2 separate regions of the Triticum aestivum genome follow, and region 1 is linked to region 2. A link is a contact called in public HiCAR-type data. All regions are on one chromosome and are shown on one strand. The core of a region is the stretch at or near the end of the contact, and the rest is flanking DNA. Distances in the headings are between cores, read along the strand shown.

Region 1 (5,595 bases), core at 1,115-3,614, 280 kb before region 2:
CGACATCAGTCACTCCTGTTCCGTATCCTATACCGCAAAAGAATATTTTTTTAACAGAATCCTCAAATTCGCCATCCGCCCAAACTGCGAAGTGAGCTACCACAAACTATGCCGTTTGGTAGTAGCTGCTCCAAATTAATTCTCTCTATGCGAATCGCCGCCTCCATGTAGGATGAAGGGTGATGGATGAGTCTTCAGTCGTCGTCCTCGTAGTAGCGCTTGAACTCGAAGGCGGCGACGGCCATGATCCAGACGGCGACGAAGACGCCGTAGGAGACGATGTAGGCGCTCACCTCCCTGGCGATGGTGAGGCCGAGGAAGACGTTGGCCATGGCCAGCAGGATGGCCACGCGCCCGATGTTGTGGTGGTACCAGTTCCAGAACCGCCGCACCTTGGACGTCTTGTCCGGCCGCGCCAGCACCGCCGTCACCTGTCCATCAACCAACACAGGCAGCAGGGTGAGCACACATCTATCATCGTGGTTTCAACTCTCTCTCGGGAGAATGTTCTTCTGCCGTCCTCAAGAACATGAACGCGACCGACAGTAAGTACTATCCTGGGAGTCAACGAACGGCAGCATCTATCTATTCTGATGGCAACAAATCACGGGGCATGTGGAAATTACACTTAACTAGCAAGTCAGATTCACAGTCAACATCTACTACAGTACTCCTAGAAATTAATAAGCTGGTAAAATTTCTTGCTGTTCCAGGCTTGTGTTCCCATCCCACACAGCACATGCCATTCTGGCAACTCAAATGATTAGATACCACAGCACATGTATCCAGCCAGCCAAGGAACCAAAAGTGGACTCAGATTAGTCAGCAATTTCCACACAACCACCGCCCCATGTTATTAAGATTAAGGTTAATCCAGTAAAAAGAAGATTAAGGCTAATCTAATGAGACTCGATCGAACTCAAGAAAAATTCTGTGCTGCGTACGCACCTGGAGGCATGCCATGGACAGGATGGAGATGCCGATGACCTTGTGCACGACGATGTTCTTGAGCCCGTCCCCGTTGAGCCGGAAGCCGAGGACGACCGCCGCGATGCCGATGAGGAAGCCCAGCCCCTGGACGGCGATGTGGCCGTAGAACCAGTACGGGTCCTGCCGCCGGAAGTAGCGCGCCACCATCATGCCCATCGGCAGCAGCACGCCCCAGCCCATCATGGACAGCAGCCCGTGCCACCTCTTCGCCGGGAACCCCTCCTCGCCCGACTCGCTGCCGGCGCTAGAAGGCGATGCTGGACAGAAACCAACCCACAGATCCTCCTCGGTTAGTAAAAATGTTTACCGTTTCTCTTACCACTGCTCTCTCGAGGAGAAAAGAAAATGAATTAGCGGTGGAATTAATAATGGATGTACGTACCGGAGGCGAACTTGAAGGAGCGGGAGCCCATGTCGCGGTGCATCTGGATCGTGTAGTCGGAGGAGGAAGGGAGGCTGCCCTCGTAGCCCACGGAGTAGATCAGGTACGGCTGCGGTCGGTCGGTGCTGAGCTCGAAGGCCAGGTAGAGCCGGCCGGACTTGGAGACGGCGACGGTCCTGTTCCTGACCAGGGTGAGGCGGCCGTCGTCCGGCGTCACGGCCTCCGGGCTCCTGCCCTGGAGGTAGTACTGCTTGGCGACGCCCTTGCCGCCGGACGACCAGCCGACCATGGCGCTGCTGCCGACCATGCCCCCCTTGCCCGAGAACCCGACGGCCACGTAGGATCTCTTCTCCGGCGCCGACAGCACGAAGCTCCACTGGCTCGTCCCCGTGTTCTTGTACTGGCGACGGCACAAGAAGCATTCCGGATCAGATCAGGCAGCCACGACTTGATTGCTGGAAAAATCCAGACCAAAAATCCGCAGCAATGCGGTGAGAGAAGGCGTACCCTGAGGATGAAGTCCTCGTCCTTCCAGAGGGTGATGCAGTGGAAGGCGTCGGTGTCGAAGGGGACGAGGCGCGCCACCTGGAGGTCCCCGTCGCAGGAGTCCGACTTCTGGTGGCTCGCCGCGAAGCAGAAGCCGAGCAGGCAGAGCAGCGGCAGCAGCAGCCGCACGGAGGAACAAGAGGAAGCCCCCATTGTCGCGTCAGTCAGTCTAATCCTCTCCCCGAGCTTCCCGCTCCTGTGCCACGGCCACCACCTGTGCTGTGTCTTTCTTGGGTTGGGCACCGCGGTGGACGCGGAGGCCGGACAAGATTGGCGGTGCTTGGAAGGGAGGAAATGGCCAAGGTTCCGCCGCGCTGCTGCTGGGGCAGTTTGGCAGGTCAGAGGATGCTTGCTGCCCTGCTGCTGCCCTCCAATCGAATGGCGTTGCCCTGTGCCAGTATGTACATATATCCTCCCTCCCTGACTCCCTCCCTCCCTCAAGTTGCGGTGTCCTTGTGTGTACATGGATATATATCGTGCTGTGTTGGGATGGCTATTGGCTGGTGGTTAAGGTTCACCTACAGGAGGCGCACATGCATTTACACGCCAGCCATCCTTGCACCGCAGTTTGCAGCGGGTTTTCCACTTGATGTGATTGCAGAAATGAGAAAGAAGACCCATGCATGTTTGTTTACCACCAGAGCCACGCTGGCTCCACTCTAATAAAGTCTTTACTTGGCCCATCTCCCGTACACTGGGACACAGTTCTGTAGTAGTAGTAAATCGAGCATGGCCACGCCGACGACACCTACTACTACTACTACTACCAGGCTTCCGATTAAACCCGATGAGAATGCCGTTGCTTGTGACCGCGCAACCAATGATGAAAAACAGCCAAAATAGAAGCCAATCCATCGGCGGGCGCCAGCATGTCGCTTGTCCTGTAGAGGTAGATTACACGAGCAGGGACAAACCGGGAGCGCCACGCAACGACGTCGCGTACGTGTATGCATGTGTACCGGCGCGCGTCCAATCAGTGGGCTAGCCAGTAGTAGCCAGTGCGTCTAGCTCCAGGCAAAGCGGGCGGTGAGCTTGCACAGCGAGGAAGGGGAAAGCCGCGCGCGATCCGACCACCGGGGATGGGGCCCGGCGGCCTCCCCCAGCGGTACGGCGCTGTGGCACGGGAGGGGAGGGGGAAAGGAAGGGCGGGGGCAGGCTGGTCCAGATGGTTATTGCGTCCGGGCACAGCTCATGCTTTGGCTAGCTGCACGGGCTGATTAAAGAACGGGGAGGAGATGCCGAGCGCACATGCGGCTCTTTGCCAGTGTGGCGCACACCGATCCGTCGGTTTCGAACGGCGCGTCCCTCGCTTGCCAAACCGTCCGTAGCGGCAGGCCAGACCGGCCGTAGTGGTGCGCAAGTCGGAACCTGGCCTCAATGCTTTGATCCTGGAGGGATCTTCCTGCCATTCATTCGGGTAGAGTTTGTATTGTGTATTTGAGTGCTGTGGTTTCTCCCATGGAAGAGGAGGTGAATACATACATACGTTCACATACACGGGTTAATTGATCAGTGGAACTGAATGGTGGACGAATCATCTTAAGAGCATCTACGTCCGGACTTGACAAATCTGGCCTCTTAAACGCCTGCGGGCGCATCCGGACGGCCCCTCATATTTCCTTACGTGCATTCACATATCTTAAATTCATGCAAATACATGCACGTCGATCACGCAACACAATGTCGCACATAAATAGCAATTGTTGGTATCAAGCATAGATAGCGTTTACATAAAATTTATTTGAAGTGTCAAACTCAAGCAGTGGATCCACATGTACTCCACAAGATAATTGAGTAGCTACGTGTGCACCTACTAATCTCGAAGATTCTGATGATTCTGATGCATCTGCAGAAAGTTCATAAGCTGAGCCGCATCTTGATTTTCTGGGATATCAAGAGTGCTTCGAAATTATGGGTTTGGCCTACACCATCACCCTTATCCTCGACAATCATATTGTGCAGAATAACAGAACATGTCATCAGCTGCCACAAACTTTCCGATTCCTACATTATTGCAGCGCTCCGCACAATTCCCCAACGAGCCTGAAGCACACCAAATGCCCTCTCCACGTCCTTCCTAGGCGCTTCCTGCATTGTTGCAAAGTGACTCTGTTTATTGCCACGCGGCTCAGATATGGTCTTCGCAAACGCCGCGCACTGAGGATAGATACCATCGGCAAGATAGTATCCCATGTTGTAGTCCCGACTGTTGATGGTGTAGTTGCACGACGGTGATTCCCTGTTGCAAAGCCTCCTGAACACCGGAGATCGTTGAAGCACGGTGATGTCGTTGTGAGAACCGAGCATTCCAAAGAAAGCATGCCAAATCCATAAGTCATGTGATGCCACCGCTTCTAGTATGATGATGGCCTCTCTTGTGTGACCTTGATACGTTCCCCGCAGACCTTTGGGGCAGTTCTTGCATTGCCAATTGCTACTTTTTGAGCTTGCGTTGGTTTTTTCCATTGAAAAGGAAAGGGTGATGCAGTAAAGTAGAGATAAATATTTCCCTCAGGTAGAGAACCAAGATATCAATCCAGTAGGAGACAACGCACAAATCACCAATATCCGCACAAACAATCAAACAACTTGCACCCAACGCGATAAAGGGGTTGTCAATCCCTTCACGGTCAATTGCAAAAGTGAGATCTGATAGAGATAGATGAAACTGAACAAATGATAAAGTAAATATTTTTGGGTTTTTTGGTTTATAGATCGGAAAGTAAAAGATTGCAAAATAGTAGATCAGAAACTTATATGATGGAAATAGACCCGGGGGCCATAGGTTTCACTAGAGGCTTCTTTCAAGATAGCAAATAATATGATGGGTGAACAAATTATTGTCGAGCAATTGATAGAAGAGCGCAAAGTTATGACGATATCTAAGGCAATGATTATGAAATATAGGCATCACGTCTATGTCAAGTAAACCGAAATGATTCTGCATCTACTACTATTACTCCACATATCGACCGACTCCTGCCTGCATCTAGAGTATTAAGTTCATGAAGAACAGAGTAACGCATTAAGTAGGATGACATGATGTAGAGGAATAAACTCAAGCAATATGATGTAAACCCCATCTATTTATCCTCGATGGCAACAATACAATATGTGCCTTGTTGCCCCTACCGTCACTGGGAAAGGACACTGCAAGATTGAACCCAAAGCTAAGCACTTCTCCCATTGCAAGAAAAACAAATCTAGTTGGCCAAACCAAACCGATAATTCGAAGAGAATTACAAGATATCAAATCATGCATATATGAATCCAGAGAAGATTCAATTAATATTCATAGATAAGCTGATCATAAATCCACAATTCATCGGATCTCGACAAACACACCGCAAAAAGAAGATTACATCGGATAGATCTCCAAGAACATCGAGGAGAACATGGTATTGAGAATCAAAGAGAAAGAAGAAGCCATCTAGCTACTAGCTATGGACCTGTAGGTCTGAGGTAAACTACTCATGCTTCATCGAAAGGGCAATAGAGTTGATGTAGAAGCCCTCCGTGATCGAATCCCCCTCCGACAGGATGCCGGAAAAGGCCCCAAGACAGGATCTCACGGGAACAGAAGGTTGCGGCGGTGGAAAAGTGTTTTCGTGGATTCTTCTAGTGGTTTGGGAATATATGTGAATACATAGGAGGCAGAATTAGGTCAGGGGAGTCAC
Region 2 (5,493 bases), core at 1,205-3,704:
AGCACACATGGACACTTGTTTACATCTGAAACTCTGAACTTTCTCCGACGTTGATATGATACTGCCTTGGTTCCTCGGGAGTCAGGGGTAGAAATCTACATATGCTACAGGTATAGATTACGCATACATACTCAAATGAACAAGGCCCTCCTCAATACGGTTGACATGGTGCAGTCGATGGTTAACAAAGCTTGGCATGATTTGCTACAGTCCATGGTTAACAAAGCTTGGCACGAGGGCCTTCTTGAGCTACCAATTCCTCAGCCTGAATCGGAAGATCTCTCGGTCATATAGTATGCTGACGACACCATCTTGATCCTCCCTGCTGATCATGTGATAATCACGACGATCAAAGGCTTGCTAGACCCCTATGCTAAGGCCACTGGACTAAAGATTAATTACACCAAGCCACAAATGATGCCTATTAATGTGTCAGATCAGAGGATTTCAGAGCTGGCTGCGGCCCTGGGCTGTGAGGTGGGAATCATGCCCTTCACTCACGGTGAGAGATTTGATGCCTCTTGTGGACAACATTGAACGTAGGCTCTCTGGGACGGTCCTCTGGATGTCATATGGTGGCAGAATTAAGCACATCAACTCAGCACTCTCCTCTGTGCTCTCGTTTGCGATGTGTGTTCTTAAGCTACCGGATAAACTTCGATCTTTTTGGTCGTGCTATAGATGGAATTGTCTCTGGAGGAAGGTGATGGATAGAGGCGCGCGCACTAACTCTTTGGCAGCTTGGCACTTGGTTTGCCGACCAGAAAAGAAAGCTGGCCTTGGAGTGTCTGATCTTAACATTCAAAACTAGGCCCTTCTCTTGAAATATGTCCACAAGTTCATACATAAGGCGGATGTGCCGTGGGTTATGCTTGTCTGGCATAAATACGACGACGACGCGCCACCCATGCAAAACCCAGGTGTGGTTTCTTCTGATGGCGCGACATCTTCTCCTCGATGGACGTTTACGGAGGAATTACCACCTGCGTGCCTGGGTCCTTCTCTGGAAATATCTGTGGGACACCCATGGACTAATGCAAGACTCATATCGTTGTCTCTTTTGGTTTGCCAGAGAAGAAGACATTTCTTTGGCCCTGTTCATGGTTAACCCTGAACCTGATCAGAATTTCAATTGCCACTGTCTATTCAAGCTAGACAAAAACTGGAGGCGGTGACCGAAAAGCTAAGCAATATCTCTCTTTATCCTCTAAGGGCTGATGAATGGATTCTCTGTTGGGGGGGATGTCAATTTCAAGCCAAACAAATTCTACAATTTTTTCTTCAGAAATCTAAACCCTCCGACACACGTCTCTGCCATCTGGAAATCCAAGTGTGTGATGAAGCGCAAGAACACAAGGAATCTTCTCTGCAGGAGGCACTTCAGCATTGGTGATGATCACTCATGCTTGCTACGCTCCAACTAACCTGTTGAAACTAACACTCACTTATTCTTCGAATGTGAGTTCAGTGCTTCATGCTGGGGGATCTTGAATATTCATGGGGACACCTCCAGAGGTATACACTGCAGGAGTGATGGCTATGGCGACTAGAAGGCTGGCATCAGGCCATGTTCAAAGAAGTTGCGATCCTGGCGGCCTGGAACATATGGAAGCAGAGAAACAGACGTCACTTTGATAGGGTGGCACTCACTTCAGACCTGGAGATTCTGAAGTTCAGGGCTAAACCTGAAAACCAAACCCTACTTGAAACCTTGATCGCCTCCCTTCAAGCCTAGGCTCTCCTGTTGTTGCTAATCACTCTTTGTATTTATACTGGCAATACTACGCAAGAAACATCTCTTCAGATTACATCGGAGTAGTACAAGCAGTTTATTGTGCAGATTTACAACTTAACAGAGGTCTAGCCCAAGCTGAGGTAAACAGCGGCGGCGACGCCGGCGGTGTAAAGAGCGACCAACTTCCCAGCTGCCCCGGCGCCTGCGCGGGACACGATGGCCACCCCGAGGATCCCGGCCGCGCCGGCCGGGGCACGGACGAGCGCCGCCTCGGCCGCGCCGGCGAGCACGGCCTCCCTGAACAGCTCGGCCGCGAACTCCCCGAACTGATCCCGCGAGAGCTCGCCGGCGCCTTCCAAGCCAGAGGCGCGCAGCGCAGAGTCTACGCGCACGCGCGCCGGCGGCGAGGGCACCCAGCGGCGGACGATAGGGAGGGAGCCCCGGAGGGCCGAGTGGAGGTGCGCGGACGCGTCCGCGAGCTGGTAGGGGCGGACGCCGGAGAAGGCGTGCTGGGCATCGGCGAGGCAGCGGTCGAAGGCGGCCTCGCAGGCGGCGGCGAACGCCGGCGCCCGCCGGAGCGCCGCGTCCACGCGCTTCGAGGGGCTCAGGCCCATCTTTGGTGGATTGGATTTGGTTGACGTGACGAGATTATGGGCTTCGCAGCGATTACTTCGGAGATTTTGCAGCGCTTGCTAGGTCAGTGTATGTAAAGGCCTACTAGCCCATAACGTTGTAATTGTCAAATTCCTTTTACATCGACCGCGCGCAGGGCCAAACCTTATTCGGCGCCTTCTGCGCCCCTTACTTCGTTTTCCACAAACAGGCGCACGCCCCTCCCCCCCTTCCACTCTGGGCCGGCCCATTTATCCCGTTTTCCTGTTTTAAAGGGCAAAAAAACTCGAGACCTCCTATGTGCCGCTTACTGCGGCAAAATGCTGCAGGTTCGCACAGGAGACGGGTCACCTGGGCCGGCCCATTCGCTGCCCTTGCGGAATGAAAAATAGCAAAAAAGAGATGCACAACGTAGGATTCAAACTCACGACCTTCTATAGATGCCCGCGATGCGCAAGCCACTGCGACACGCGCGCTAATATGTAAGAATTGCAGCGCGAAACTTAAAGAACTATAGGCAGCCGTGAAAATAAAACAAGTTCACCAAATTCCATAGAAATGAAATTTGTTGGCAACAAATCGAACTCTTCTCCTCACGCCAAGGAAGCTAGTCCATAGCCACTGTGGTAATTCCCATACATTTTTTAATTTATAACAAAATTTAAACATGTGAAGATTTTTTAAATTTCCCATATTTTTCTAAAAAGTGTGAAAAATTTCCTGAAAAAAGGAATTTTTGGTGTGGGAACATAATTTAAAAAGTTGAACATTTTTTGAATTACCAAACATTTTTTTCAATGAGCGAACAAATTTTGAAATTTATGAACAAAATTTGAAAAACAGGAGCATTTTCAATAAAAATGAATAAATTTTGTAAAACTGAGAACAAAAATTAACATTCCGAACAAATTTTGAACTCTAAACTTTTGAAAACACGAACAACAAGAACAAAATTCGAAAAAATGAAAACAAAAAATAACATTGTGAACAAATTTTCAGAACAAAAATAATATTCTGAACAATTTTTAAAACACGGACGACAATGAGAACAAAAATTAACATTCCGAACAAATTTTTGAACTAAACACTTTTGAAAACACGAAAAACATGAACAAAATATGAAGAAAAAAATGAGAACAAAAAGAAACATTCCGAACAAATTTTCAGAACAAAAGTAAGATTCCAAACAATTTTTGAAAAAAGAAATAAAATTTGCGACTTCGAACATATTTTGAAATCTCTGAAGAAATTTTGAAAACGCAAACAATTATTGAGATTCTCATCTTTTTCGAATTTTGTGCATTTGAAACAAAATTTGAACAAAGGAAACATTTTCATATGTTTGTAACAAAAATTTGAAAATTCTGGACACTTTTCGAAAAAGGAAAATAAACTTGAAAAATAGAAAGAGACAAATAAAAAGAAACAGAAACAGAAAAAACGAAAAAGAAAAAATAATAGAAAGCCGGAAAAACAAGAAAAGAATCAAAACAACAGCAGAAAACTGGAACCGTTTGGACAGACTGTGTGTATTTGGAAGTGGGCCGGCCATGTTTTGTCGCTGGCTTGGCTGCTCTGTGCGATCGCCCGACACTTTGCTGCAGCGAGAGTCCAATAGGGTTTTCCAAAAAAACTCTGCGCGGGTGAGATTCGAACCGCAACGTCCTCATTTGAAGTTAGCTTCGATAACCAACAGGACAACCAACCCCATATTGCTCAAAATTAGAAATTGTTTGATTTAGAAAAATCAGAAAGTAGACAAACGTCGATGGAAATTAAAAATCTTCATGAATTTTTTAAATGTACACGAATTTAATTTGACCACAAACTTGTAAAAAGTTCTAACATTTGAAATGTCTTGTTTTCTAAACGTATATTTCAGAAAATGATCATCAATTTAAATTTTTGACAATTTTAATCACATTCATTTTTTCAAAATATTCTGAAATTTAGAAGTGCTCATATTAAAAACACATTTTAAATTTAATAATATTTGTGTATTTAGAAAATGCTCTTAAATTTCGAGAAATATTACTGAATTAAATTTTTTTCATGAATTTCGAATGGTAAAAGAGAAAATGAAATTGAAAGAAAAAGACAAAAGAAGAAAATAAAACCATAAGAGAACATTGGAAACAGGTGGAAAGAAAAACAGGAAAGGACGACCAAAAACTACTGCCATAGTTTTTAGACAAACTCCAAAGCTTTATATTAACTCGTCATAGTATTTACATGGACGAAAGAAATTCCTTCCGGTTGACCCAGACGAACATCGGCCAACCGATAGGGATAAAGCTTTTTAATTTCCATAGACATTTGTCTACTTCCTGGGATTTAAAATGACCACAAATTTGTGAGCCTCAATGTTTGAGCTCCTAAATTCATGACTAATATTACAATACTGAAAAGCAGACTTATGTTCTATGATTTCATGTATGATTGCGCCATACACTGCAGGGCTTTTGTCTCCAAAGTCCTCCATCACCACTTTACAATTTGAAGCTACTTGAATTCTCATCTCATAAAGATCATCCGCTAGGGTTAGGGCCTCCCTGATCGCCATACATTTAAGTGTCGCCGGATCTAAAACACGTTGATAAACAATGGCCGATGCACCAAGGAATAGCCCTATTTGGTCTCGGTAAATCGCATCTACTGCTCCATAATGTCCTCCTCTCCCAACCACAACGTCGACATTGATTTTGATGAACCTGCTGGAGGTGCGATCTAATGCGTTGGGTGCACAACAAAAGATCTTGTCGGGTTGGGTGACTGAGTCTGAATGGTATTCATTTCTCCCTGGTAAGACTACACAAAGGCTTTGATGAATCTGCTCGTAATAGTGGACCCTTGTAATTATTTGGCCAAGTCGCTAGCGCTTTATGCATTTGCTCGACATTTTGCACAATATATGTGAAATCACTAGTTTATGCGTTTGAAAGTAGGATTAATTTTGAAGCTCATTATCTAGCTAATATCTCTCTCTCTCTCTCTCTGTGTGTGTGGGGGGGGGGGGGGATGTATCTGATGCACATGCTTGTGGTGCTACCAGTGCCCCGGATGCCATAGAATGTTTAAAAAATCAGGAAAAAATTCTAGCACAATGATACAACATTAATATATGTTGTCACAGAATTTTGTATCAG

Evidence for each region. HiCAR-type assays count read pairs that join an accessible place to other places.
Region 1: a contact with region 2 is called in a HiCAR-type map of leaf, with 9 times the contacts expected there. The contact joins the promoter of LOC123045888 here to the promoter of LOC123041583 in region 2. A contact is called at or near these places in 2 of 5 Hi-C or Micro-C datasets (both in leaf) and 1 of 1 datasets of contacts at active chromatin or transcription factors (leaf).

Annotation. Positions count from the first base shown.
Region 1 is chr2B:535,883,012-535,888,606 of IWGSC CS RefSeq v2.1, reverse strand. LOC123045888 (cytochrome b561 and DOMON domain-containing protein At3g07570) reads right to left here and starts at 2,364. Exons shown (of 4, transcript XM_044469118.1): 1 at 1,880-2,364; 2 at 1,373-1,772; 3 at 949-1,247; 4 at 1-431. The coding sequence starts at 2,071. The coding sequence ends at 195.
Region 2 is chr2B:535,598,329-535,603,821 of IWGSC CS RefSeq v2.1, reverse strand. LOC123041583 reads right to left here and starts at 2,454. Exons shown (of 1, transcript XM_044464178.1): 1 at 1,611-2,454. The coding sequence starts at 2,349. The coding sequence ends at 1,861.